3 separate regions of the Sus scrofa genome follow, and all the other regions are linked to region 3. Evidence: chromatin contacts called from public Hi-C and HiChIP or PLAC-seq data. All regions are on one chromosome and are shown on one strand. The core of a region is the stretch at or near the end of the contact, and the rest is flanking DNA. Distances in the headings are between cores, read along the strand shown. Region 1 holds the start of KDM5C (lysine demethylase 5C). Region 2 holds the start of HUWE1 (E3 ubiquitin-protein ligase HUWE1). Region 3 holds the start of SMC1A (structural maintenance of chromosomes protein 1A).

Region 1 (3,132 bases), core at 323-2,822, 200 kb before region 3:
CATCCTGGGACAGATCCGAGTAGAAATCATACCCCACCCCAAGCTGACTGATCCAAGACTCTCCATAGAAGTCAAGCCTAGAGAAGTGATGTGCAGGAAGGGCCCAGATAGCACCTTCAACTGGGAAAAGAAGGGGACAATTCCCTGAACCATCTCAAGGGAGCCAGACAGAATATTCCCTGTGAGACAGATTTCCTGACTGGTCTACCAGGCCAGAATATTATCATATATAGACTGAAATGGCCTGGCACGGTTTGAATAAATATGAGTCAACCCACATAGGAGCAAACCAATGACCACATCAAACACCTTCACAGTCACAATAATTACCACTTATCTAGTACCTATTACACACAGACGCTACCTAGTTTCATCCAATTCTCGAAATAAGCATTCACGGGACCTATTTCACAGGCTCTGAGAGATTACGTTACTTGTCCAAGGTCACACAGCTGGTAAGCCGCAGAATGGAGTTTTGAACTCAGAGCTGTGATCTTCCCACTACACCACGCTGCCTGCCTTAAGAGAAGTGATACCAGTAAATAGGAAAAAAGCCTTATTTAGTGCAGCCTTGACCTAGGCAGTTTGGGATAACCAAGAGATGTGCGGGGAGCCTCTCCGTGAACTCTCCCCGGGCCACTAAGCATCCCTGTCTTGAATCTCACTGATTCTGAAGGGCGAGGTGGGAGTGGGGGTGTGGGTCTCTGACTAGGGGCCCTCAGCTCACGAAAGGACCCCTGGCCCCAGTACCCTTTCTCCCACCTGCGTCGCATCCACAACGGTCCCGGCCACCCTATCTCCTCACACTTCAAGCTGCCCTCCGCCCCAAAACTTCTCCGCCCGCTATCCTAGTTCTTCATCCCCGGCCTGTCCGCCCGCAACCACCAGCCCAGGGCCTTACCGCGGGTGGGCGGATCTTGCAAATGCCCGACTTCTCGGCGATGGGCCTGATTTTCGCGATGTAGCCGAGAGGGTCTCGGAACTCCGCCCAGCTAGGCTCGAACACTGGGCACTCCGGCGGCGGTAGGAAGTCGTCTGACCCCGGCTCCATGGTGGGTCTTAGGACTGGAAGGCTCGGACCGCCCTTAAGGGCTCATGGCGGACACCGCTGTATGAAGCCGAGGCACTGCTCGGAGACTAGGCCCTAAGCGGGGCGGCCGCCGCCCGCCGAGGGCCCAGGGGGCGTGTAGCTGCCACGCTCTCAGAGGCTCAGGCTGACGCTACGGCTATTGCCTCTTCGTCTTGCTCCGTTCCTTCCAAACTGTACCGCTGCCTCCCAACTACCGCTGCCTTCGCCACCACAGTTACCTCCCAACCGCCGGGGCCTTCATCGCCGCCGCCGCCATCTTGGTTTGTCAGCGTCTCCCCCCTCCCCTCACCACAACAAACCGAATCCCTCCGCGGGATGGCCCTCCGAGCCTCGTCTATCTTGCGTGAGACCGAGCCCTAGGAAGCCTTTATCTCCTGGGGACTGAGCTGAATAGGCAGGCGTGGGTTCCCTATCAGGAAGCGGGAACTCAAAAGTGACTCCCAGACTGAAAGAAAATAGTCCGCCTCAGCGGCGGAGGAGCAAAGTTGTAAATAACTGCCGGATCCTCTTTCCGGATGGACCGGCGGTGCACGTTTAAAGGCCAGTGGTGCGCATGCGCGTTATAAAAGCAAACCGGAAGAGGAGCTGGCGTTGGTGGGTGGTGGACCCAAACTGGCACCTCCTCGATGACCTCAGCCCTGGAGCGAGCCCCGCCCCAACATGTTCTCCTTCTCCCGGGTCTTTCCGGTGTGAGCCACAGTGGGCGGCTTCGGGCACCTGATTGCAAGAGGCCCTTTTCTGCCGGTCGGCAGGGTGGGAAAAATGTACAGAGCTCCCAGCTTTAGGAGCTGATAGCTCTAGGGCTTTGAAACAAGAAAGCCGGGAGGCTGCTCCCTTCCCAGGGATTGCGGATTTTTAGAATCCTGGGTCCCGAAGAGAGGAAGGAAATATTTATTTTGTCCGAGTTTGCGTGTAGATGGGGCTCTCAGAGATGGGGCTTCCATTTCTCAACCCCAGAGTCATTGTCAGCATTTTAATGAACACTTTCAACTGTTCTGTATGCGCTTTTATTGTGTCCGTATTTATGACATATCCCCCTACAAAATAGTCTGAGAGTATTATATATATTTTAACTATCGAATTTTAGCAACAGTATATTTATCACCTACCAGTGCCCACCGTGGGAAGCACTTAGTGTTTGCCCATTTGGGAGCCTACAGTGTACTTAGCAAATATTTGGCAAGGGGGTTTTATTTGTTGTATACAGTTCCTGTCATGAATTTGAGTACCTACTATGTGTACATGTTTGTGAGCGGTTTCTGAGTAGGTTTATTATTAACTACTTTGAGTATCAAACCAGTACTTAGCTCATACATCAGGCATCTACTGCATTTGAGGGTCATCAAGTTATTCATCAGTTGTGGGCCTACAGTGTACAGCTCGAACACCTACTGTGCACATATTAGAGTGCTTGTGTACATGCTGATTAAGTGCTTATTTTGTGTTCCCCATCTGACTGAATTCCTTAAAGGCAGGGAATATGTGCCCTTATACATCCTTAGCACTTGACATGGCAAGCAGAAAGTTAATGTTGAGTAAACAAAAGAAAAATGAATATATTTTTGAGCAGCCTTGGTATATATTGAAAATACTATATATTCTTTTCAAACATTTCCCATGTATATTTAAGCTTCTGCTGTAAGCTTGAATATGTTTGAAGAAGGTGGAGAGAGTCATTTCTTCATTTAGTTAACTGTTCCTAATCAGTTAGGTATATATCATATTGCCAACTCAGGACTGAGGTAAGGGTATCCTCTCCGAAGGAGCAGGGAACATTGGTAGGAGCTCACATCCTGGGGTCCCACCAGCTCTGCCATTTTTAGTTATGTGACCTTGGTAAGTCCCAACTTCTGAAACCGAATGATGTTGTATGGGGCTGATAACACCTACCTTGTGGGATTGTCATACAGAACCTGGCATTGAGAAGGCCCTCAGTATCTGTAAACTGTTATTTTTATTTCTGAGAGTTGACAAACAATATGTCAAAACTCATTAAGAATCTCCTTTGTGCTAGGCATTGTGCCCCATGATTTCAGATTTTT
Region 2 (3,428 bases), core at 461-2,960, 240 kb after region 3:
AATGCGTGCTTGAAGCTTTTAATATGGCAGTTTTTCCACCTCTAGCCAACAATATTTCTCCAATAAATCCAGGATTCCAATCTGGCTCGATTTGTGGGCTTTCCTATTCTAATGCATTGTTCTGTCTATTCTAATTTATATATTGTTCCTTTAGAGTACACTTTAATAGCTGGTAGTACAAATACCCCCATCTTTACTTATCTTTAAAATATTTTCTCGTTTATTCTTTGCCATCTTTTTTCTGGATGAACTTTAGAATCATATTAAGTTCCAAACACTTGGTATATTTATTGAAATTGCATGAATTGTGTAAATCAACATAGGAAAAATGGACACCACTACAAAATTAAGCCTTCTTATCCAGAAGCATGGTATTCCTTCACCATGTATGCAAACGTTCTTTCATTATATTCCTCAATAAAGTTTTGTGGGTTTACTTCTAGGTATTTTTATTCGTTTTTCTTGCTATTGAGAATAGGGTTTTTTTTTTGGTATTAAATTTCCAAAATGCTTATTGCTTATAGATAGGAAGACTATTGATATTTGCCTGTTTACTTTTGCAATCGGACAAATAAAAAATAATTTCAACTTCGCTAGTAATCAGGTAAATGCAAATGAAAACAATGACATACCATTTTTGCCCTTTAGACAAAATTACAAAAATTGATAATTCGTGTTGGCACAACTGTGGAAAAATGGGCACGCTCGCACAACATTGAAGAGTGTAATTAGTATAGCCTTTGGGGAAGGCAATTTGGACAAATCTATCAAAATTCAAAGTGCATATACACTTTGACCCAGCGATTACTCTTCTAAGAATTTCTCCCACAGAAATACACATGTGCATGATATATAGATATATATACATATATATGTATATATACAATCCCATTTATTATAGCATTGCTTGTAATAGCCCCCTCCCTCCCCCAAAAGGGAAACAAGCCAATGTACATCAATGGGGAAATGATTAAATAAACTGTAGTACAATCATACAATGCAGCTGTTTATAAATGAGATAAATTTAGATTCCCTGATATAGGAAAATCTACAAGACGTATTAAGTTTTTAAAAAGCTGTTAGCCGAAATGAATGTGTGCGTGTGTGTGTAGTACCATTTATATACCAAAACATACATATACGACGCCTAGTAGTTACCCGCGAAGCCTGCTTGCCAGCCCCTCACCTTCCCCCTTCTCTGAGGCCGCCTTCCTTTAACCCCTGAGAGAAACGCAGAAGGCCCGGCCTTTACTCCCTCTCTAGGGCCACTTGGCCAAGACTAATGCCGGTACCTCGCATCCCCACTGTCCGCCGCTCTCTCGCCGCGCTGCCAGCCGCTGCCCGGGCTGCCCCCGAAGATGCGGCGAGCCTTCCACTGGCGCCGGCCGAGGCCTGGGGGAGGGGAGAGAAGGCGGGGTTTGAGGGAGGGCTGAGGCAGGCCGCCGGGCCCCTTCACCAGCCTCTCCCGCAGGCTCCCCAAGGCCGCCACCTCCGCGTCTCCGCGCAGGGTCCCGTGGGAACAACCCCCTGCGAGGAGCCGAGGACGGCCGCGCGAACAGAGCCCGCCCCTCAGCCCGGAGGAAGACGCTCACCTCGGCGGCAGTAGCTCCGCGGGGCCCGCAGGAGCGTGCCGAGTCCGCGGCCCTGCTTTAGACCTGCTCCCCTCGCTCGCCCTCCGCCGAAAACCTCCCCCCGCTGGCTCTCCTCACACTCGGCCTGAGGCTCCGCCCCCCGCTCGAGTAGCCCCGCCTCTGCCACTTGGGAGGGCGCTCCCTCCGCGGTGAAGCCGGGTTCCCTGCAGGGGACCGCGCCTGAGCTACTCCAGGCTCAGTAAACGCAGCCAAAGAGGATAGTAGTGTCGCTAAGGAATTGGGATTTGATTCGAGGCATGGTGGAAACCGCTGAAGGGTGATATGATTTGATTTGATTTACATTTAAAAATTAATCTCCAGCTGCCTAGTGAAGAATGGGGGTCAAGAGGGCGAGTGGGGACACAGTGTGGAGGGCAGGAGACGTCGGGGGCGCCTACCACAGTGAGTTTACAGGGGCAAACCCTTACAACGCTTACTTCAGGCACGTACTGAACCCTCAGTAAGAAGTCTCTCTTTTTCTTCTTGGTATTTTTTGGGGTGACAGTGCAATTGGCAAAGAGCTTATAGAGGATCTGCATTTGTGAACGCGTAGGAATAAAAATCTGTTAGGAGTTACCCCATTAACCATGCTTCATCTGGGGTGCAAAATGAAATTGGAGGGTGAGAAGGGAAGGGAGCTTTGAGTCAAAACTAGATACTTTGGTAAGGCTTGAAGTTTTAACAAAAAGTATGTATTAACTCAGTATTTTAAAGTATACAGACAAAATCACTATCTGATGTACTACTGACACATAGAGGAAATAAAAATTTTAATTGTACCCTCCGGTTCTAATTCCAACACTTTCAGAGCAGTGGTTCATGCACCAAATTGAGAATCTGATGAATGGATCTACTGCCTGCCAAATATATTTACACAAAATTTTGTGTATAATCTCAGCTTTATGGAGGCCCCTTTGAGATAGCTCGGACCATTAAATATTCTTACAAGCTATTTTTAATGGGTGAATGTTATTCTATTATAATGTTAATTATTTATTTAAGCAATCCTCAATGCCAGGTTTTTTGGTTTTTTTTTTTTTTTTTGCCAAGCAGCTGGTGGCATGTAGGAATTCCTGGACCAGGGATCAAACCCACCCCACAGCAACAACCCAAAGCTGCTGCAGTGACAATGCCACATCCTTAACCCCCTGTGCCACAAGAGAACTCCAGGTCTTTTTTAATTATAAGAAATACATGAAATTTGATGTAACTAAATATTTGCATATTTCTGAGACTTCTCAAGGAGAAATTTGTAGAAATAAAGTAGCTAGGGTCAAAAGGTCACTCCCCCCAAACATAGAATAGGCTCTCTAGAACAGTTAACAATAAACAGTCCCACCAGAAATATATTAGAATTCCAGTGTATTCAGATATTCCTATACCTTCACCAATATCGCTATTATAGTTTTCAAAAAACCTTTTAATTTAATGCACACTTTGTTTTTTTATTTTATTGGAGTATAGTTAACTTACAATGTTAGATTAACTTCAGGTGTACAACAAAGTGAATCAGTTATACATATACATGTATCCATTCTTTTTTAGATTCTTTTCCCATATAGGCCATCTCAGAGTATTGGGTGATTTCCCTGTGCTATGTAGTAGGTCCAACAAGGACTTTGATTTTAATTCCAATCTCTCACAGCATCTGCATTAATTCTAGCTAACGCCTAACCTTTAAATTTTTCTGTCGATTCCTAGGCCTCGGAAAGTCTAGTTCCCCAACTCCTAGTTCTAAAATCCCACATACCCTACAATCCTAGTTTTAATTTCAGTCTGCAGTAGCCTTTATTTCTC
Region 3 (3,242 bases), core at 377-2,876:
TTCTCTTTTCTTTTTTACTTTTCCACCCAGTTTTAATTTGATATAACTAACATGCAACATTGTATTAGTTTCAGGTGTACAACATGATTCTGTATTTGTATATATTACAAAATGGTTGCCACAATAAATTTAATTAACATCGATTACTGCAGTTAATTTTTTTTTTGGTCTTTTTTTTTTGCCTTTTCTTGAGCCGCTCCCGCGGCATATGGAGGTTCCCAGGCTAGGGGTCTAATCTGAGCCGTAGCCATCGGCCTACGCCAGAACCACAACAACGCGGGATCCTAGCCGAGTCTGCGACCTACATCACAGCTCACGGCAACGCCGGATCCTTAACCCACTGAGTAAGGCCAGGGATCGAACCGGCAACCTCATGGCTCCTAGTCGGATTCGTTAACCACTGAGCCATACCGGGAACTCAACCTCAGTTAATTTTTTCATGTGATTTTTTTAAAAAAAAGATCTCTCTTAGCAACTCTTAAATATGCAATACAGCATTGTTAATTAATGACCACTTTTTCTAAAGAGCTATCCAACTGATTCTATCATATTGTCACTGAATTACATCAATCTAATTTCCTGGATAGCACTTATCACAGCTGAAAAATAACTTATTTTCTCCTTTATTATCATCTGTCCTCTCTGAAATGTAAGTTCCCTGAGAGCATGGTTTATTCTAGTCTCCACTGTTTCCACAGAACGTTGATAGAATAACTCTTTATAAAACAGTAATAAGCATTGACTAAATTTGACGAGCAATTGAGTTCTGACTTTTGACGGTTTCAGGGGTAGGAAAGGGGTGAATTCGAGACATCCCCACCTCTCAGATGAGGGTGGGGGCTAGAGACCCCAAAGCACTCCGTAGACGCGAGCGCTGAGTCCGAAATTCAAAAGTGCCGCCTCTGGAGGAGGGTTTTTTTATTATTATTAAAAAGGGGGGGGGATTGAAGTGTACCAATGAGAGGCGGGAGGGGGCGCTGGGCTGAAGCAGAAGTATACCGTTTGGGCCGGAGGCCACGGGAGGGCTACCACAGTCCCAATCTTCCGGAGGGTTCAAACAATACGCTGAGGCCGGATGCAGCAGGTCGGGCGAGGAACTGCGTGGCCAGCGACTGGCAGCCGGCTCGGGACGCGCCACTTTTGGCGGGAGGGGGCAGTGGGCGGGGTAACGTTGAGTTCGGCCCGTACCACTCCGGCCCGGGCGGGGGCCGCGCAAAGAGCGGGCAACTGACACCTGGGGGTGAGGTTCGAGTCAGAGCACCCAAGGAGGGAAAGCGGGTCCGGGTCGAAACCCCTCAGGAGGGCAAGGAACCCGTTAGGGTTCGCAACACTTCTGGTTGCACAGGCTGGGTTGTACTACTCTGCTGCCGGATAGGGGGTCCAGGCTGGGACGTGCGCAGGGCCGCAGCCGGGCTTATCTCACCAGAGCCATTGGGTCCAATGATGGCGGTGAACCTCTGAAATGGTCCGATAATCTGTCGACCCTTGTACGACTTAAAGTTCTCGATCTCAATCAGCTTCAGGAAACCCATGACCGTGGCGGCGCCGGCAGCGGTAGGAAAGGCCGCGCCGTACGCCCGCGAACTGGGATAGCCCGCGCGGGAAACACCGCAGTGCAGGCCGGGCGGAGGGCAAACCTCGCGAGAATAAAGCCAGGCCTAACAGGATTTTCGGCTTCCGGCGCGGGCGGGAAACAGGGGCGGGGCCATCAAGCTGACGTAGAGGTTTCGTTGATCCTTTGCCAGGGCGCGAGATTATGACAGGCGTCTGGGCCCCACCCCCCCTTTCTTGTTACGTGGCAACAGAAACCGCCGCCGCTGCCTACACAGTTGCAGAGGAGGTGTCTGGGAGGAGTCTGCAGCTTTTGGGATCCCGAGAAGCTGGCAAACGGAGCCAGCGCTAGCAGAGACGAGTCAGAAATCACAGCAGGGTTATGCCCTCCAGGGCAAGAAGGTGGGAGCTGGGCTGTGGCTTTTGTCTGGCAGGCGCGAAGGCTTAGACAAGAACCCAGTCGGGAATTTGGAAGGGCCCCAGAGAACGGAGGGCTGTACGTGGGGAAGGAGAGGCCAGAGGGTTAGAGGAGCTCAGATCTTGCTGAGAATGAAGTAGAGTTGGAAGTGGAGTGGGGTGGGATAGAGTGTGAAGGGGGATGGAGGGTGAATGTATGGATATGAGGGTACTCTGGAGCGACTGGGTTATGGGCTGGGGAAAACTATAAATGGCCAGAGGTACTGCTCCGTCCCCTGCTTCCCTCCCGTTTCCCCAAGCAGGGTTCAGCGACTGCCGCTGTAGCCCAAGAATAGTCTTGGACCCGAGTCACTTGCTGACTGCTTGAGCCTAGCCCCAAACTGAGAGCTTCAAAATTGGGACTCCTAGCTGAGAAAGGTATTTTGTGTGAACCCCTGGGAGTCAGGGTCCCTAAGCCAGTGCTCTACACCTCTATCCTTCTTCCCTTCTCTCCACTTCACCTCTCTCTCTCTCCATGCCTCACCCCCATCCCATCTCCTCCCCTCTATCCCTCTCTGCCCCATCCCTTGCTCCCTCCCTTCCTCTTCTGTTCTCCACCTCCACCCCATCAACTGCCTGTTGCCCTTCTTCTTTTCCCCCTCTGTCCTCTTCCCCTTTATGTTTCCCATCTTTTCTACCCCTCTTCTCCATCCCTCACCCCCCCCCATCACCTTATACCTGCTAATAACTAAGCCATGGCTTTATGAGTCCAAGAAGCTGTCTGTGGGATCTTCCCCTTCAGTGTGACCTTATATCGTGGTAACAGATGAGTAGGCTGGGGTTGGTGCTTAGACTTAGACATGGAAAGGGTCTGGTGGCTGCCATAGCCATTCCTGTAACTATTTTTTAAATGATGCCTGGGGGGAGTCCCCATGTGGGGCAGCCCCCGTGTGGGGCAGCAGAAATGAATCCAACTAGGAACCATGAGGTTGCAGGTTTGATCCCTGGCCTCGCTCAGTGGGTTGAGGATCTGGCGTTGCCATGAGCTGTGGTGTAGATCACAGACACGGCTCAGATCTGGGGTTGCTGTGGCTGTGGTGTAGGTCTGCAGCTGTAGCTCTGATTAGACCCCTAGCCCATGATCCTCCATATGCCGCAGGTGCGACCCTGAAAAGACAAAAGACCAAAAATAGAATAAAATAAAATAAAATAAAATAATGCCTGAAGGCTGAGAAGAGTCAAAGTCTTAAGGACAAGTCCAGGAAAGTGAGAAATCTTGGTTGAGTGAGAAAGCT

Evidence for each region. Hi-C and Micro-C count contacts between places; a contact is called where the count stands out from the background. HiChIP or PLAC-seq counts read pairs in DNA pulled down with a chosen protein or histone mark.
Region 1: a contact with region 3 is called in an H3K27ac HiChIP or PLAC-seq map of alveolar macrophages. The contact joins the promoter of KDM5C here to the promoter of SMC1A in region 3. A contact is called at or near these places in 1 of 5 promoter capture datasets (liver), 2 of 47 Hi-C or Micro-C datasets (heart right ventricle and liver) and 1 of 2 datasets of contacts at active chromatin or transcription factors (alveolar macrophages).
Region 2: a contact with region 3 is called in a Hi-C map of skeletal muscle, with 7 times the contacts expected there. The contact joins the promoter of HUWE1 here to the promoter of SMC1A in region 3. A contact is called at or near these places in 2 of 47 Hi-C or Micro-C datasets (heart right ventricle and skeletal muscle).

What each region holds. Positions count from the first base shown.
Region 1 is chrX:46,001,643-46,004,774 of Sscrofa11.1, forward strand. It overlaps KDM5C (lysine demethylase 5C), which reads right to left and starts at 1,573. Exons shown (of 25, transcript NM_001097433.1): 1 at 902-1,573. The coding sequence starts at 1,051.
Region 2 is chrX:46,442,605-46,446,032 of Sscrofa11.1, forward strand. It overlaps HUWE1 (E3 ubiquitin-protein ligase HUWE1), which reads right to left and starts at 1,711. Exons shown (of 85, transcript XM_013986152.2): 1 at 1,593-1,711; 2 at 1,293-1,392.
Region 3 is chrX:46,200,506-46,203,747 of Sscrofa11.1, forward strand. SMC1A (structural maintenance of chromosomes protein 1A) reads right to left here and starts at 1,627. Exons shown (of 23, transcript XM_005673650.3): 1 at 1,424-1,627. The coding sequence starts at 1,532. RIBC1 (RIB43A-like with coiled-coils protein 1) reads left to right here and starts at 1,708. Exons shown (of 7, transcript XM_021080609.1): 1 at 1,708-2,385.